Linked DNA regions of Mus musculus: region 2 is linked to region 1. The links are chromatin contacts, called in public Hi-C maps. All regions are on one chromosome and are shown on one strand. Each heading gives the region's core, a stretch centred on a gene start, on an enhancer-like site or on the middle of the called end of the contact. The rest is flanking DNA. Distances are from core to core; before and after follow the strand shown.

Region 1 (2,700 bases), core at 198-2,697:
CTCTTCCCCCTTTGTCCTTAAGAGGGGCAGAACAATGGGTGTTACTTGAGAACACCTTCTAATCTTTGTCACTCTGGAACATGCCTGCAGGTCATCACAAGGTTCTCAGTGGTGTCTCGATTTTTTTTAATTTAATGTTTAACTTCTGAGAGAATTGCTTAGAAACATTTACCCGGCCTTGCTGGTGACTCAGGGAAATAGTTAGATAAGGGTGACCACTGGTCAAGATAAGATACTTCATAACAAGCTTATTTTGGACAAATGATTAAAAGTAGAATTGTCATGGCTTTGCTAAACTGGAAATTTAGTTTGATTTTTTTTTATTCTTAAGACATATAGCATGAGAAATAAGCCTTAATATCAAAATTTAAGATATCTAGAGCATTGATCTTTTTTGAAATATATTTTGCTTTACACAAATTTAGAAAAATCTTTGGATCGTCTTTATCAAGTATATCAAGTGTGAATTTTCATCATAATACATTTGTTGAGTTTTTTTTTTTTTCTTCTTATTCTTCCTTATTGCTGTTGCCCTTGGTGGGGTGGGGAGATGATACTTAAAGCAGACAGTTTGTTCCCCTCTGTCAGATCATATGCACTGGTCTGAGAGGCACCTGTGCCATCTGTAATCAGCGGCCCATGGTCCTAATTTCATCTTCCTTTTCTGTTCAAGGCTTTACTTGGCTGGGTTCTTTAGTAGCGTGTGATCAAGGTAACGAGGAGAAAGCAACATTCAGCAAGATTCTGCGTTATTTCGGAGTGATGGTATTAGTTTAGGGCTATTTTTTTCTTCTTTCATGTTTAAATTAATTCATACATTCCAAGAGCATAAAAACCAAGATACCTATAGATAGATACCTTATACTTTGGATAATGCTTCATGTATTCATTCACTGTGGTGGCTATTTCTGGTTGTTAATTTGACTATATCTGGAATGAACTACGATCTAGAATTGGAGAGCACACCTGTGATCCAGATCTTGAGGCTGGAAGACACAAGTTTCTGACCTGGATCTTGACGTGGAGATCTTGAGGCATAGTGGCTATGAAAAGCTTAGGCCCAGGCAAGGTAGTATGTGCCTTTAATCCCAGATCTCTGAGTTCAAAGTCAACCTGGGCCAAAGCAAGTCCCAGATCCAGGCATGGTGGTACATAACTTCATCTGAGTCATGCCTTCTGCTGGAGGCTTACATAGGGAAATTGGAAAATGAAAGCCTCTATCTTTTTTGACTGCTTACACTGCAGCACGTGTGTTGGAAACTATTTCTACAGAAGACCAGCTTAAATAACTGGCCTTATAGGACTGAGCAACTACTTAGATTCTTGGACTTCCCACCCACAGCTGCCCATTGTTGGATTAGTTGGACTAAATCATCACAATAAATTCCCTTCACACAGAGAGACATTCCATAAGTTCTGTGACTCTCGAGAACCCTGACTAATACATTCACCCACTGTGTGTAGATGTGCATCCTGTGACTAAAGCGATCATGGAACTCATTGGCTACCACGGGACACTTTGAGAGTGAAAAGGGACATTAGGAATAATTAGTCATGATAATAAGCACAAGCCAAGAGGCTTCCTGGCAAGTCAGAAGGCTCGAACGTCTATGCGTCATGATTCCTACAGCCAAGAAGTTTTAAAAATAACTTACTTAGCTCTCAGGATGAGAAAGGAAGGGAGAGTTGATTGGAAGGGAGGGAGGCTTCTGCGTAGGCACTGTACCTATTAATAACACACACTAACACACACACACACACACACACACACACACACACACACACACACACACACCAGAAGACTGCCTGGCTGGAGGAAGGTTATTAAGAGAGCTGTGTGTATTAGTTGCCTTGAATGTGCGTGCCCAGTGGTTGTGAGAATTGTGTCTTTATTAACTCCTCGTTATCCTTGGCATTTAAAAAACATTACCCGGAATTCTTTTCTCTAAGACTCATAATATATGTCTGTCCTTAGTCTTTCTTCCATTTTTTTTAAATTTTGTTTTATAGTTCTGTACTCATCTAGGTAAACTAATTCACTTTTGGGTGGGGGGCTACTAGAGGAGAAGGCCTCCTAGTAGGCCTTATGTTAGCCTTCTTGCTCAATCAAGACACCGGTCTTAGTTATAAAGGGTCTGAGGGGCCATGTAGAATATACTAGCTCCCTACACCACATAAGCCAGGCATGGTGGCACTGTGATCCCAGCAGTACCAGGGGAGGGGAGGAGGGAAACAGGAGGCTCAAAGTATCTATCCTTGGCTACATAGCAAGTTCTAGGCCAGCCTGATCTACACGAAACCCTAGCTCAAAAAGTAAAGGATGTGTGAGAGGTGGGAAGCCTTCCAGGCCAGCCTAGAGCGTGCTCATTTTTGGACATAAGTGCATGTGATTCTCAAAACAGAGCAGCTTTGCATGCCTCCATTGCTGTATTTATCCCTCCTGAGGGAGAGCAAGTGAGTCAGGATAGAGGTGACTGCTGGCAAAGGGGTTGCCTCTCTTTCAGTTAATATAAAAAGGCATTTTGGGGGGAGGGGGGTTGTGCATCATGCCCCTCCTCCTGCTTCTGAAATCATATACTGGGGAATACAAAATATAGGAGTGTGTTTGCTGATCAACAGATCAAAGGTTCCCATGGGGGTTAAACCACCTGGAAGGAGAAAGGAGCTCTGGTCTTTTTCTGCAGCCTGAACTCTCTACCC
Region 2 (2,867 bases), core at 30-2,529, 240 kb before region 1:
GACTCTCCACAATGAACATCCTAAGGAAAAGTTAGTGTGTATTGTCAGGTCCCAAAGAAATCTGGGACAACCAGGCAAAGGGCTAACTGAAGAGCTTGTTAGCATTCCAAAGCCTACTCTGGCCCAGGCTTACTCAGTAGCTGTGGCTCCTCTCTGCTTTTCTCTCCCCTACCTATGCAACTCCCAAACCTCTCCAGCCCAGAGGTTTCACCCGAGCTTCTGATTCCTATATAAACCTGCTAGTCTGCTGCTTCTCCTCCTTCTCCACCTCCTCTTCCTCCCCCACCTCCTCCTCCCTCACCTCTTCCTCTCACAGCTTGCCCTTTAAGCTCTCTTGGTCCTGTTGGTCCTCCTTGGTTCTCTTTGTTCTCCTCTTCCTCTCTCACTCCCTGCCCCACCCCATTTTTATTCCTGTATTTCTTGGTGTATGGAATTACTATCAAATTCTTTCCTGGAAGGTCTATGCATGTGGGTGTGAGTATCCCAGCAGCAGCAGCAGAGGCTGGCCTGGCATGCAAGCAATCACTCAGAAGACTATTCCCTGCTAGGGGAATACCAAAGTTGGAGATCCTTTTGGGAAGTGTGACCTCATCAGGAGTCTCAAACAAACAAACAAAAACAAAAAACACCCCCAAACCAAAAAACAGACAAACAAACAAAAAACCCAAACAACCCTAAAAACAACCAACTCAACCACCCACCACCACCAAACCCCTACATCAGTCAATACAGGTGCTTGCAAATGTTTATGAACAGCAGAGGAAGCTGGATTCCAGGAATAACAGCTAGAGTGGCACAGAAAGTTCCAGCAGAGGTGCTTGTCCTTGGAGGCTGCCACAGGACCTATAGCTCAAGGCTCTTTTCCTTTAGGAAAGCTGCAAGTGAACTCAGAAATATCACAGGGGGAAGACTCCATGTTTCTCCTTTTGCTTGTTTGAAATAATCGCCTGAAACCTTTTTGCTGTTGACACCAATATGATTTCTGTCTTCCAAAACTCCTGGTGAGTAAATCCAATGGACAGAAATGAATTCATAGCTAGAACTCTGCTGGGATGGAGAGTGTCCAGCCTCTTTTATTGGAAGAAGTTTAAGAACCTACCCAGAGCATTCAATATAGGCCCTGTGAAGGAGGGGACCTCAGCTGGGCTGTTGACCCTGCAGATGGTCTATTGCCTGGCTTATTCTGTCCCTGTCCCTCACCCTGTCTCCTTCTCTGTGTGGCTAGAGTTGAGTGTAGCCAAGCGGCAGAAATGATACGGTAGAAAAACAGTGGCAAGGTCACATCCATGTTTGTACTGCAGGTCTCTGAGACTATTAACACCTCGGATGATGTAACACGCTATGATAACCCTGGCAACAGCTCTCTCACCAAAAGACAATCCTAGGAGAGAAACAGATGGGCCCACTGCCAAGTCTGTTGTTCCTTTGAGAGACTGACAGAGTAATGAGTCACGGCACACAAGCGAGATGTGTCAGGACTGAGTAGTACAAAGTGGGAGCTGTGAATGGATAGGAGATTCCTTTTGGATTCTAACACAGTCAGTCTTTTTTAATGCTGAAAGTGTGACTTATTGTTAATATTAGAAGGCTGTGGTGATATTTAATAGGCTTCTGAATTACTGTAGTACAGGCATTGGTCAATCAGAATATACCCTAAGCCATAGAGTGCTGATATAACTACAGTAGGTGCCATTTCGTAAGGACAATCCCAAGTACAAAAGAGACCAAAACTGATAAAGAATCATCACAAAACATTGCTTAAGGAGGGGAGAGGAACAAACTCTACTACATGTGACAGTGTAAACATTCACTTGGCTCTGTGAGTTATGAGAAGGTAACGCCTCCTCTTTCTGCTTGTTTGATGACTTGCTCAGTTCATTGACAGTCTGCAATAGATTTCTTTTTTCCATTTGGATTAATTTCACACACTCCCCATTGCTCTGTACCCATGGCTGGAGTTTAACACGGAGTTATTGAATGATTCCTTCTTGATTGAATTCGAGAGTTGAGTCTTTGTACATCCCTGGACTCATCTGGCATGCGACTCCCTCCCTGCCAGTCAGCCAGTCTTTCTGGATAAACAACATGCTACACCAGGGACTGGTATGTGTGTCCTTACCCTCAGACTCTTTAGACACAAAAGTGATAACCTAGAGTGCCTGTTTGTAACAACAGAGTTTGTTTCTATCTCAGGTTTAAATAAGCAAATTTGGCATGGGTTCTGGTATACATGTAAGGGCCGTACATGCTTTATGTCGGGACCAGCCTTTTACAGATCATCTCAATCATCCATCTTTAAACTTCTGAGAATTGTTTCTTTTTAAAAATATTTTGATTATGTAGAATACACATTTTATAAATAAGGGTCATGGAGCCACAGATCAGAAAGAAATAAAAATTTAAGTCTCAAACATGTTAAACAGGGTCATAAATTTTGCTTTAGCATATAGACAGTTCCACTTGTCATTCAAACCTTCAGTGGAGTAAGGATATTGCCTCACTGTAGATACTGGGCTGAGTGTTCTCCTTGGCTATGCTACTATATCCTAGTAGATCCTGATGGCTTGCAAATGCTCATGGGTAATAGGGTCACTCTATAAACGAGCCTGTACTGTAACAGCATTGGTCCAGATTAGTTCGGTTTTCTGGCTAAAATGATACATCTGCTATCTTCACTGTGGAGGGGGGCTCTGTGCACAGTGATGGAATGGACATTGTCTACTTAATGCTTTTCTCCAAATGTTATCATAGGCTCTGAAGGGAACAGGACAACACTCATTTATAAAGTGGTCAGTAAAATATTTGCTTGTGATGTACATTTAAATAGGTATCCAAAAAGTAACTTTCAGAAAAGTTTTTAAAATCTT

The links. Hi-C and Micro-C count contacts between places; a contact is called where the count stands out from the background.
Region 2: a Hi-C map of pancreatic cancer cells shows a contact between it and region 1, with 3 times the contacts expected there. The contact joins two enhancer-like sites. A contact is called at or near these places in 14 of 39 promoter capture datasets (the 3T3-L1 cell line, 3T3-L1-derived adipocytes, the C10 cell line and 8 more), 14 of 484 Hi-C or Micro-C datasets (the 3T3-L1 cell line, B cells, adipose-derived mesenchymal stem cells and 9 more), 4 of 115 datasets of contacts at active chromatin or transcription factors (craniofacial prominence, embryonic limb bud, kidney and 1 more) and 4 of 9 other capture datasets (adipose tissue, embryonic stem cells, liver and 1 more).

The regions. Positions count from the first base shown.
Region 1 is chr10:44,517,723-44,520,422 of GRCm38.p6, reverse strand. It overlaps a transcript of Prdm1 not described here. Among named protein-coding and RNA genes, the nearest start is that of Prdm1, 60 kb to the right of the region's middle. Within about 2 kb of position 1,447, at least 25 of the 459 cell types and tissues checked have an H3K27ac peak or open chromatin away from gene starts, as enhancers often do. A contact at or near this core is called in pancreatic cancer cells, where this site is marked.
Region 2 is chr10:44,754,068-44,756,934 of GRCm38.p6, reverse strand. No RefSeq gene overlaps it. Among named protein-coding and RNA genes, the nearest start is that of 4930431F10Rik, 17 kb to the right of the region's middle. Within about 2 kb of position 1,279, at least 53 of the 459 cell types and tissues checked have an H3K27ac peak or open chromatin away from gene starts, as enhancers often do. A contact at or near this core is called in pancreatic cancer cells, where this site is marked.